Linked DNA regions of Sus scrofa: region 2 is linked to region 1. Evidence: chromatin contacts called from public Hi-C data. All regions are on one chromosome and are shown on one strand. Each heading gives the region's core, a stretch centred on a gene start, on an enhancer-like site or on the middle of the called end of the contact. The rest is flanking DNA. Distances are from core to core; before and after follow the strand shown. Region 1 overlaps CGNL1 (cingulin-like protein 1). Region 2 overlaps CGNL1 (cingulin-like protein 1).

The links. Hi-C and Micro-C count contacts between places; a contact is called where the count stands out from the background.
Region 2: a Hi-C map of liver shows a contact between it and region 1, with 2.5 times the contacts expected there. The contact joins two enhancer-like sites. A contact is called at or near these places in 3 of 47 Hi-C or Micro-C datasets (epiblast stem cells, liver and mesenchymal stem cells).

The regions. Positions count from the first base shown.
Region 1 is chr1:114,438,547-114,444,390 of Sscrofa11.1, forward strand. CGNL1 (cingulin-like protein 1) reads right to left here. Exons shown (of 19, transcript XM_021094667.1): 14 at 2,927-3,016. Among named protein-coding and RNA genes, the nearest start is that of MYZAP, 55 kb to the left of the region's middle. Within about 2 kb of position 2,680, at least 6 of the 83 cell types and tissues checked have an H3K27ac peak or open chromatin away from gene starts, as enhancers often do. A contact at or near this core is called in liver, where this site is marked.
Region 2 is chr1:114,531,879-114,537,722 of Sscrofa11.1, forward strand. It overlaps CGNL1 (cingulin-like protein 1), which reads right to left. Exons shown (of 19, transcript XM_021094667.1): 2 at 1,250-2,842; 3 at 383-477. The coding sequence starts at 2,827. Among named protein-coding and RNA genes, the nearest start is that of CGNL1, 94 kb to the right of the region's middle. Within about 2 kb of position 2,478, at least 5 of the 83 cell types and tissues checked have an H3K27ac peak or open chromatin away from gene starts, as enhancers often do. A contact at or near this core is called in liver, where this site is marked.

The DNA.
Region 1 (5,844 bases), core at 1,430-3,929:
TGCCACAGCAACAGAGGATCCGAGCTGTGTATGTGACCTATACCACGGCTCACCGTAACGCCGGATCCTTAACCCACTGAGCGAGGCCAGGGATTGAACCCATCTCCTGATGGATGCTAGTTGGGTTTGCTAACTGCTAAGCCACAACAGGAACTCCCACCGGTATCTTTTTTTTTTTTTTTTTTTTTTTTTTTGCCTTTTTTAGGGCCACACCTGATTTTCATGATTTTGTATCATCTGTCCTTTGTCCCTGGGAATAGCCCAGCTAAGGCTTCATTCAGGCTCACCTTCTCTTGCTCTTACTCCCACCCAATTCTGGAACTCTGCTTCACTCTTCTGCTCCACAACCTCCATGGCTCCCCACTACCTTCAGAATGGTCCTTTCAAAACCCTCAATACGCCTCTCCTATTTCTATCTTATGGAAACACAGGAGTCCATTCACTGCTCCTCAGAATATTAAATAGATCCTACCTCCCAATCCTTGTTCACTCCTTCCACTCCATCTAGGACTCCTTTTCCATTCCTTAGTCTAAATCTTACCCTTTCTTCAAAGCCAGCTCTGGACCACCCTGCCCCTGAGAACTCCCACAGTCACCCTTCCCCCCCTTAGCGGCCTGACTCCTTCACTTGGTGTTTAGGACCTGCTGCTCTTCCTTGAGACTCGTCCGCTGTTTAGGTATGCCTCTGCTTCTCACACAAACCACGGCACCTCAAGGATGGAGGCTACTTTGTTTAACTGCACAGCCTGACCCCAGGGCTATGCACACAGCCGGCGCCCACCATGCTGTGCAAACACTGCTAGACAGGACACTGCCTTGGGAGACACCCGAGCACCCTGGCTGCTACAAGGGGGACTTCAGGCCTTGGTTCTTTCATCCACTGCATGAAAAGTCTGGGGAAATGAACCCGGAGGTCCTTGCCAGATCTCAGATGCTGTAAATGGGGTAGGCCATTTGCTAAAATTGTCAGAAAACCTTTTTTTTTTTTTTTTAAGCTTTTTAACCTAAGCCCTATCACTAAGACTAGGAGAAAAATGGAGCTGTTTGGAGGAAGCAAGGATTCAGAAGAGGAGCTTGTGAGAATGGAGAGATTAAATACAGAAAAGCACTGTACCCTTTCACTTTTTAATTTAGAGAGACCATGGTCCAAAACAACATTCCCCGTGTCTTCCCCACTCAGTACAGTGAGCCAAGCATCCAGAGCCAATGATACACATCTGGCTGGAGATTACAGGCACTGTTTTCCTATTCTTTAGGAGACATCTCCTGCAAAGGAGGTGTTACAGGGCAGCATTTGAGGGGGTGGAGAAAAAGAGATCTCAGGTATAAAGGTTTCCTATTTCTTTGATTCTGGCACGAAGGCAGCAGGAATATATATCCCTTGAAGTTGAGCTAAGTGAATTGCACAGTTTCAGAATCAAGGTCCACCTGTCTACACCCAGAGCCCTTCCCTGGAGCCTTTAGCAAGAAATCCATCTCAGACTGACCTTGACTTTAAACGAGAAGTAAAATAGGTATTTGGTTGACCTGTTTCTCTACCCTTCCTGACAAACCTGGAGGCAGCACTGGCCAAAAGAGAGGCCCCAAGAGCTCCACCAGGAGACCTCGTTTTATTTCAAGGGTTTGTTTTATTTCATTGCTGTTTTAGTAATCCCTGTATCTGTCTGAACATGATGGTCAATTTCTCCACTTTTAACAGGCACCAGACTTTACAGCCCCAAACCTAGAGAATACAGTGAGAACAACAACAACAAAAAGACGAGGAAAAAAGAATGAAAATGGCAAAGAGGCTAGACATTTGTGGAAGCCATCTTTTCAGGCACACTAACTCAGACACAGGAAGAGAGTGGGGGCGTTAAAAGGTGACTCAGACCCTTAATTTTATAAAAGCTTCTCCTAGCATTTCAGTGTTAGAATTTAGAAAAGCGTCCAGAAATCTTCAGGAGCTACATGGGGTCACTGCCAAAGGGTTTGGGCCTGCAATGGGGACATGCTACCCAGTTAATGTCACTAATGTCACTGCTATCTAGTGATATGATACCCCATCTCCAGGATATGACTTAGGTACTCTGAACTTTTTTTTTTTTTTTTTTTTTTGTCTTTTGTCTTTCAGGGCCACATGTGCGGCATATGGAGGTTCCCAGGCTAGGGGTCTAATCAGAGCTGTTGCTGCCAGCCTATGCCACAGCCGAGCCACCTCTGCGACCTATACCACAGCTCACGGCAATGCCAGATCCTTAACCCACTGAGCAAGGCCAGGGATCGAACCCGCAACCTCACAGTTCCTAGTCAGATTCGTTTCCACTGAGCCTCGACAGGAACTCTTGACCTTTTTTTTAATTAAAAAATGGAAACAAAATTCCAAAACCTTGGGACTATACCAAGTGTAGTTTGGGAAATCATTCCCATTATGTACAATATGAGGATAGTGTGAACTGTCCCTGACCACCTCCGAGTGTTGCTCTAAGGATCAAATATAAGTGAAACTCCTTTCACTTAAAAACTGCAAAAAGCATTCCCTTGGAAGGTACGGTTATTGTACTGTGAATGCCTCATAGGTGGATGTATTGCTAATTCACTGGCAAAGTTCTTAAAGGAGACGGAGTCTTATCATGTACTCCCCATGGACTAACACAGCTACCAAACTCCACGCAACTGCTTGTTGAACTTGTGATTCTCAAAGCCCCGGCTCTAAAAGCCCTTTGCCCCTCGTGACTAACAGACTGTTATCCATTACCTGGAAACTCCCCCTCTACACACACTTGTTATGTATCACCCCTCTTTCTTAGTGGCTCACCCCACCCTCCATCATTTCCATAAGCCATGAACCCTCCCTCCCTCCTCTAGCTGAATCCTCATGTTTAACCTCTCACATTTTCTTTTTCATGCAGGATGATCCACTCACCATTCAATTACAGTACAGTACCTGTTCCCTGCTGCGAGCGATCCTCTCAGACAGCAAATCTGAGTTGTTCCTTTCTTCATCCAGCTCTAACTCAAGTTGAGACATCTTGTCCTAAGAAAGAAGTCACAAACACCGGTAACTTAACTTGCACTGACCAAGTTTTTAGAAGGACTGCCCCATGGAGGACAACCCCCAGGGCAGATGAGAGCTGTATACTGTGAATTAGAGTTTGGGAAAAGGAAGTGTCTTTTTCTCTTACTGTCCACAACACATTAAGTCCACACATAATTTGAACACATTGTAAAACTGTGTTTTATTGCCATTTTTCTTTTTTTTTTTTTTAGGGCTACACCTGTGATATATGGAAGTTCCCAGGCTAGGGGTTGAATCAGAGCTATAGCAGCTGGTCTACACCACAGCCACAGCAACACAGGATCCAAGCCACATCTGCCACCTACACCACAGCTCATGGCTTAATCCACTGAGCAAGGCCAGGGATTGAACCCACATCCTCATGGATACTAGTTGAAGTCATTTCCACTGAGCCACGATGGCAACTTCTTATTGTTTTTATAGTGTAAAATATAATTGTGCACCTATAAAATACATAAAGGAAAAAAATATTACCCCAAATGCTGATAGAAGCACTGAGGCTATTTTAACATCTTTCCTTCAGACTTTATCCTCCCCTTATGAATCAGTAATTTTACAAAGATCTACCGAAGCCTAGGAGGTATGTAAGTTAAAAGACAGTGTGGAAACCAAGACACAGCCCAGCACATTTCTTGAAATACTCTAACCTCGGAAGTGTCTTTCCTGCTCAGGGTTTCCAAGACCCTCAAAAGCACAGAGTGTATAACAGCCTTTTGCATCTGCCTTTTTCTTCTAGGAAATCTCGTATACTCAGCACCATGCAGCCCCAAATCCACATCAGAATAACATACAGACAGGGCTGGCCCATTCCTCTAAACCAGCCATCACAGAAGAAGCATCATCTCTAGCTTCCTTGCAGGCTCCTCATTTAACATCACTGGGTGTTAAGAGAAAGCTACTTCACAAACCACCCCACTGGAGGGTTACGGGGTTTGCACATGTGTTTCTCCTGTCACCAACCATGTGCCCTATGCCTGGATTTAGTCACAACCACGAGCCAGGCACACTAAAAAGCAATGAGCGTTGTGAGTTTTTATGTGAGCCTGCAGCATCTGTACATAAATAAATATTGTCTCTGCAATTGTCAAAGTTGGCTGTCTAGCCTACATATGCACCAAAAATAAAACTCACAGAACACGCAAATGACTTAGTGTCTCTAAGTGCCCTCCCTATTAATGAAATCTATCCAGAAAGCTCTCTCCCAGGAGCCAAAAGTCACAAAGACCAACTCAGAAGAGGAAGCCAGGTCCGGCACCAAACCTCCTATTTGTTCAGTGCTTCCTGACTTCTCCAAGGCCAGTGTCACTCGGCATTGCCAAGGATCCACAAGTGCTCCATTTACCTAAAACAGCCACTGAGTCTCTCAGTTTACAGACAATCCTCATTACTGAGAGAGCTCTTGAGTCTGACAATTAATTTGTTAAGTGCTACTGAAGGACCAAGCAAGGTATTAGTCACCACAAGACAGTCCTTCCAGCTGCCTCTTAGGGGAAGAAGTCCCCCCCCCCCGGCCACACACAAACACACACACACACACACAGTGGTAGGGTCTGGAGAGCTGTTCCTTTTTGTTCATTTTGTTCCTTTTTAATGGAGAAATAGCTAAAATATAGCACAGGGGCAGGTGAAGCTTAGCTACACCGCTGCTACTAGACCATGAGCTGGCAAAAGGAGATGTTCTTTTTAGTTCAGAATATTCTGGAAGATGAACTGACAGCCCAGTGTTTGACTATGAGCACCTCTGCACAGGGCTCTCTTCTTGCCTACAGTCTGGACTGTGCAGAACCCAACAGGAGCATTCACGGGGTCAGGCCAAGGGTCACTTCACCAATGGTTCTCATGTCACTGACTGACGAGGCTTTAGCTTGATTTTAACCAGTTTTTTGGGTCCTAGAATAACCATTTTCTAGTTACCTGGGTTAACCTTAGCTTGCCTTAAAACGACCCCCCCAATGAGATCAGAAACAGGACATTAGCAAAATATACAGCAATCTTGCCAAAAAAAAAAAAAAAAAAAAAAAAAAGATAAAACTGTAACCAGGTAATTCTAGCCTCTAAAAAGGGCCCATCTAATAAAATCTTTAAGGGCTGAAATATCACTTCCTAGATATAAACTGATACTAAGTCCCCTAGAGGTTTTAAAAGTTATTTCTATTTATTTGTCAAGTTGAATTGGGAATTCCACTGAGTTTAAATTCCAGCTATCTCCCCCTGGCCTTGAGCACTCTCTGACTTTTATCGAAACCTTGACAAAGTTAACATCTCCCAAAGACCCGAGGCTAATTTTTAAGTCTCTCTTTTCCTCTCTATTAACTCCACTGGGAGAGCCTCCTTGCCTGCCTGCTTGCATCTCTCACAAGTGTCCTATCTTAATAAATTTATTTCTTTTTATCAAAAGATAAAAATAAAAAAATAAACTCGCCAAAAAAAAAAAAAAAGGAGTTCCCGTAGTGGCTCAGCAGAAACGAATCTGACTAGCATCCATGAGGACTCGGGTTTGATACCTGGCTTGGCTCAATGGGTTAAGGGTCCAGCATTGCTGTGAGCTCCAGTGTAGGTTGCAGAAGGGGCTCAGATCTGATGTTGCTGTGGCATAGGCCGGCAGCTGAAGGTCTGATTAGACCCCTAGCCTAGGAATCTCATATGCCGTGGGTGTGGTCCTAAAAAGCAAAAAAAAAAAAAAAAAAAAAAAAAAAAAAAGACTTTACTAATGTCTGGCTGTTCAAGGGAATAAAAGCCAAAGACTTCCTGGAGTTCCCGTTGTGGCTCAGTAGGTTAGGATCCTG
Region 2 (5,844 bases), core at 1,228-3,727, 93 kb after region 1:
TCTAACTTCTAACAAGAGGCGATGGATTACGCCTGTGTGCACATGGGCACATTCAAGGTGATGGCAGACTCAACTGAAAACTGAAGAGTCCACCTTCTTCGTATCTTTGAATTTGTTTCTGCAACAGTAAAGTGTCATTTTAGAAACATACCATTTTTAACTTTTCAAGAATGATGGCCTTTCCTATACTTGCTTCCCCTGCTCTTCACCTCCCTCCACCTGAAACTTAAACGCTGTTATGAAAACTCCAGCCATGGAGTCTGAACCCTGAAGTGGCTCACACAGGGCAAAAAGGAAGGGCAAAACCCAAGGTCTCAGCAAAGAAAATTCAGAGGCCCACCAGAAAGGACAATACTTTGTTCCTTGAAGGAAAATCACTAACCCTTCTTTGAGGTAATTGTAAAGTATCTGCTTGGCCGTCTCCTCATTGGTTTGCTGAGTGAGCTCTTGCTGACCTTTTAACAGATCCGGTGTGGCCTGGAACACAATGTCTGTTATTAGATCACAGGATGATGTTTTCAGCAAGAAGACAAAACTCTACAGCAGAAGCTTCCAAACACATTTCTACTTTCAAAAAACCATTCCTCAGGTAAGGATGCTCATTACAACTGGTTCCACCACTTAGTACCTCTGCAACCTTGGGCAAGTTGCTTAACTTTTCATCACCTCAATTTGCTTGCCTAGAAATAGAGGTTAACAGCACCTACCTTCATAGGGTTGGTGCGATCCTACAATATATAACAAATAGCACCTGGCACTTACCAGCCTTATTATCATGGTTATCATCATCATTATTTTTTATTGTTACTACCAAAACACTAAACGTACCACTTAAATAAATTCCATCACTTCAGGATAAACCTAAATTAGGATTAACCTAATTTCTCAGAACAGGAATTAACCCAGTCACTCAATGTCAAGAGAAAAATTAATACAGCTAGCAAACTTAAGCATGAAGCCTCTTCATTTTGGAAACAAATTTTGCATACATTCAGATTTCACACATACACAAAGAGAAAAATCAAGCCTCTTTACAGTGTTCGACAAGTTACTTTACAAACAAAAACGCAGTGGGAATCCAATGGTAGTTAGAAAACCAAAGCATTGGCAGTGTGGGTCATAATCTAAAGGGGAAAACTCTAAAAAATATATTGGAGGGGCAATTACTGATTCAAGAGGGAGAAGAGGTATTTCTACCGCCAGAATGTAGATCTCTGAGAAGGATAAAAAAGACTCCCACTCGTATTACCTGAGTATTTGAGGCAGAAGTAAATGTCTTCACCGAAATCCTCTTGGTACCTGAATCAGGGGAAGTTGCCAGCGGCCGACTCTGTAACATCAACGTGGCAGTGGCTGTTTTGATTTCCTCCTCCTTCTTATTCTGTGCTGGGAGGGAGGATGTGCGCACAGTCGGACTTTCCGGACCACCTCTGTTTTCTGGAACTTGTCCATCTTTGTTCTGTGGGGACAGCCCGGGCTGGGCCCCCTGCAGCCGAGCGAAGGCGCGGCCCATACCCTGCTTCCCCCGCTGCTCCTGCGCCTGCGCCCTGGGAGGACACACTTGCGAAGGGCGCAACAGGTGCTCGGTGGACTTGCCCAGGTTCCGGCTGAATTCACTGAGGTACTCTGAGTTCCCTTGGAGACCGAAAGGAAAGGCACTATCCACGCTGCGGGACCTCTTCCGGTCTTCTGGGTTGATCCTGTTTCGCTTCCCAGACCTGCCTCTTCTCTGCAGCCCAGATTTTTGGTCAAATTTTTCAATCAACTGATCGACACCAGGAATCGACCCCGTATCAATATCCCGCCCAGTTCCGGGCAAGAAGGGGATATACCTTCTGTTTTCATGACGATTCACATTGTCGGCATGGATGGCACATTCCTGATCGTCGAGTAAAAATCTGTACAAAGAGTTGGCCGAAGTGGGAGTTGTGGATGAGGAGGACGATCTCCGGGACCGGGCTCCATCCAGGACGGGTCCTGCCGAGTCCTGGCGCCGGAAGGGGAGCACGTCAGGCCTGGTTTTCTTGGCTTCCGGGTGGGTGTGCGGGCCGTGGGTGGGTAGAGGCCTCCCGCCAGGGGAAAGGGCCTCCTCTACCTCCTTGCTGCAGCTCTGCACATTCACGCACACCGAGGTCTGCTTCTTGGGGTCATCGATGACCACAGAGCTGCACAGTCGAATGGCCGTCACGCTGGATTTGGCTGGGTCTTCCAAGGGAGGGCTGGTCGGCTGCAGCCGGCTAGGTTTGGACAAGCAAGTCCAAGCCTTTTTATTGTTGGTCCCTTCTTCCGTTAAAGCTTTTAGCCAACTACTCTCAGGAGGCTGGTGATTTTGTAAGTGCCACTCATTCTTTTCAGGATCATAGGGCTGTAAAAGCTCTGGATGCCTCTGAAAGTTTAGCACCGGAGAGGGCTTCACTAGCTGCTCTTTGCGTTCCAGAACTCCATTCTTGCCCTCCAAGAGAGAGGATTGTTTCAGGTTTCTTACTGGGCTGGGTTGGGCGTATGGGTTTTCTGGGAGCTGCAGTTCTTCTGCACTGTTCTCCTCCAGCACAGACCCGTTGTTGGAATGGAGAGGCAGGTTGTTTATCATTGGAGGTGGAAATGAAGGCCCGTTTTCGGAAAGAGATGCGCCTGCCAGACACCGCTCTGTGTTATTGAGGACTATGTAGGGGTGGCCGTCGATCCCCTGTACCCGAATACTGACCCCGTAGGAGCCTGTCTTAGCGTGCTGGGAATTCCTTGGTTTTTTGCTTTCATCACTTGCAAGTCTCAGATGGACGCCGTATTCCTGCTGCACATGTTGATATTCACCAAAATACAGCTCCATGGTTCACTGTTCCCACTACCAAGGAAAGATGGGGTAAAAAGAGGGCATTAAGTTAGAATTACATCTATTTAAATGAGGATTATGAGGGAAAGTGTCAAAGTTCAAGAAAAACAAAACACTTCAAACAGCAAGGACACTTCAGAGCCAATTGCTCGTCCAAACAGGCCTTTCTGGATGCCCATGGGTCCACGTGACCAGGGTGTTTGTCAACACTGGGCTTGAACCCTGGCCTTAGGGTAGATAACTGGCAGCTGACCTGACACCTTTTGCAGAGCTTAATTATTCTGTTTCTAGCTGACGGGCTGTGCTGGTTGCCTTGTTTTTTCCTTAGTTGGTTTCCTCACACTTTATACTATTTATTTTTAACCAGTACGATGTTCCAGTTACCAGCATTTGAGAACAAGGTACTTTTCCATGAATTAATGAAGAGCTAAGGCTTTCTGATGTTCACCATTTTTCTTTTTTCCTATACTGTTAAATTTCCTGTCAAAACAACTCTGTCAGGCTTGTTTATGTGCAACCCTGTTTTGAAATTTTTATCATTATTTATTTGGATACACTGTGTAAAATTTTTACTTTAAGGCAGCAGTTGTTTGTGAGAGTGACAATGAGAGTCAACGATTAAAAATAATTTTCGGAGTTCCTGTCGTGGTGCAGCAGAAACAAATCTGACTAGGAACCATGAGGTTGCGGGTTTGATCCCTGGCCTCACTCAATGGGTTAAGAATCCAGAGCTGCTGTGAGCTATGGTGCAGGTCAAAGATGCGGCTCGGATCCCATGTTGCTGTGGCTCTGGTGTAGGCTGGTAGCTACAGCTCCTATTCGACCCCTAGCCTGGGAACCTCCACATGCCGCAGGTGCAGCCCTAAAAAGCAAATAATGTAATAATTTTCAATCTTTTTTAAACCAAAAAAGTCCAAGTAACATAAGGATCTGGAAAATGCCACTGAAAAACTGAAGACTTGGGGCTTTTTGTGACAGAGCCTAATGATAAGAATCACTACCTTCACCTTTCTGGTGTGTGGTCATCCTTGTCAGAAACTGCACGCACCTCACCAGGCAGGACACCCAAACCACCCACACTCTGACCAAAAACGTACTTCTGTCACTTAGAAAAACTCCAACAGCCATAGAGATGCAGGAACCAAAGACACAACTGGTCACAGAAAACAGCTATCTCATTTCTCTGTCAGTGGCCTTTTTGAGTGTTCTTTCTCTTCTGGAATCAATCTGGTAGCATATTTTCCAAGAAAATATTTTCACATTTATTTACACAAAGTTTTGCAAAGCATAAATCATTTCATCTCCTCTACATCTATTTCTCATTATCTAGTTTTATTTGTGCTCTTTTCACCTATTTTTTTTTCCCACTGTACAGCAAGGGGATGAAGTTATATACATTTTTTTCCCCCACCCTTTGTTCTGTTGCAACATGAGTATCTAGACAAAGTTCTCAATGCTACTCAGCAGGATCTCCTTGTAAATCTATTCTAAGTTGTGTCTGATAAGCCCAAGCTCCCGATCCCTCCCACTCCCTCCCTCTCCCATCAGGCAGCCACAAGTCTATTTTCCAAGTCCATGATTTTCTTTTCTGAGGAGATGTTCGTTTGTGCTGGATATTAGATTCCAGTTATAAGTGCTATCATATGGTATTTGTCTTTGTCTTTCTGGCTCATTTCACTCAGTATGAGAGTCTCTAGTTCCATCCATGTTGCTGCAAATGGCATTATGTCATTCTTTTTTATGGCTGAGTAGTATTCCATTGTGTATATATACCACATCTTCTGAATCCAATCATCTGTTGATGGACATTTGGGTTGTTTCCATGTCCTGGCTATTGTCTCTTCACCTATTTCTTGATTATGCAGGTAAAACATACATCTACATACTTTTTTAATTGAGCTAGTTCTTTAGGGTAACAACAATTTATCAATCATTTCTATTTTTAAAATTCTTATTGAGTTCTAGTTTGATCATTATTTCCTTCTGCTTTCCTTTATTACATTTCAAATTTCATTCATGCTTCACTTGTTTATTTTCATTCTTTAATTTTAGTCCATAAATTGTGCTATGTGACTGTGTCGGGAATTTGTTGGTTCCTACTAATGAACGGACCCAAAAATTTTCCCCCAGGGAGGTCCCATCGTGGCTCACTGGGTTGAGAACCCAACTAGGGAGTTCCTGTTGTGGTGCAGTGGAAACGAATCTGACTAGTATCCATAAGGATGTGGGTTTGATCCCTGGCCTCACTCAGTGGGTTGGGAATCCAGCGTTGCTGTGAGCAGTGGTGTAGGCCAGCAGCTGCAATTTGACCCCTAGCCCGGGAACTTTCTTATGACACAGTATGGCTCTATAAAGAAAAAAAAAAAATTCCCCCAGAGATAGGAAGTCCAGAGTTAGAAAAGATGCCAGGGTATTTTTGAGGAACACCTCTTTTATCTTTCTACTCTACTACCTTTAGCATGTATTAGACACCTTATGATTACAAGATAGCTGATCCAGCATGACATACATCAGGTTTATTAGGCCTAATAGGTCAACCTTTTTTTTTAATGTACATTTCAGTTTTTTTGGTTTTGTTTGTTTTTGTTTTTTTTTTTTTAGCTTTTTTAAGGTCACATCTGTGGCATAGGGAAGTTCCCAGGCTAGGGGTCCAATCGGAGCTGCAGCTGCTAGCCTATGCCACAGCTATAGCAACGCCAGATCCAAGCTGTGTCTGTGACCTACACCACAGCTCACAGCAACACTGAATCCTCCAACCCACTGAGCAAGGCCAGGGATTGGATCCGTATCCTCATGGATACCATACCATATCCTCAGATTCTTAACCTGTTGAGCCAATGGGAACTCCCTCCATATATTTTTAAAATTTTATTGGAATATAGCTGACTTACAAAGATGTGTTAATTTCAGGTATACACCAAAGTAAATCAGTTATACATATACCTACATCCATTCCTTTTCAGATTGGGCCAACGTTTTTAAGGTGCTTTCTTGGAAGCCCCACCCAGACCCAC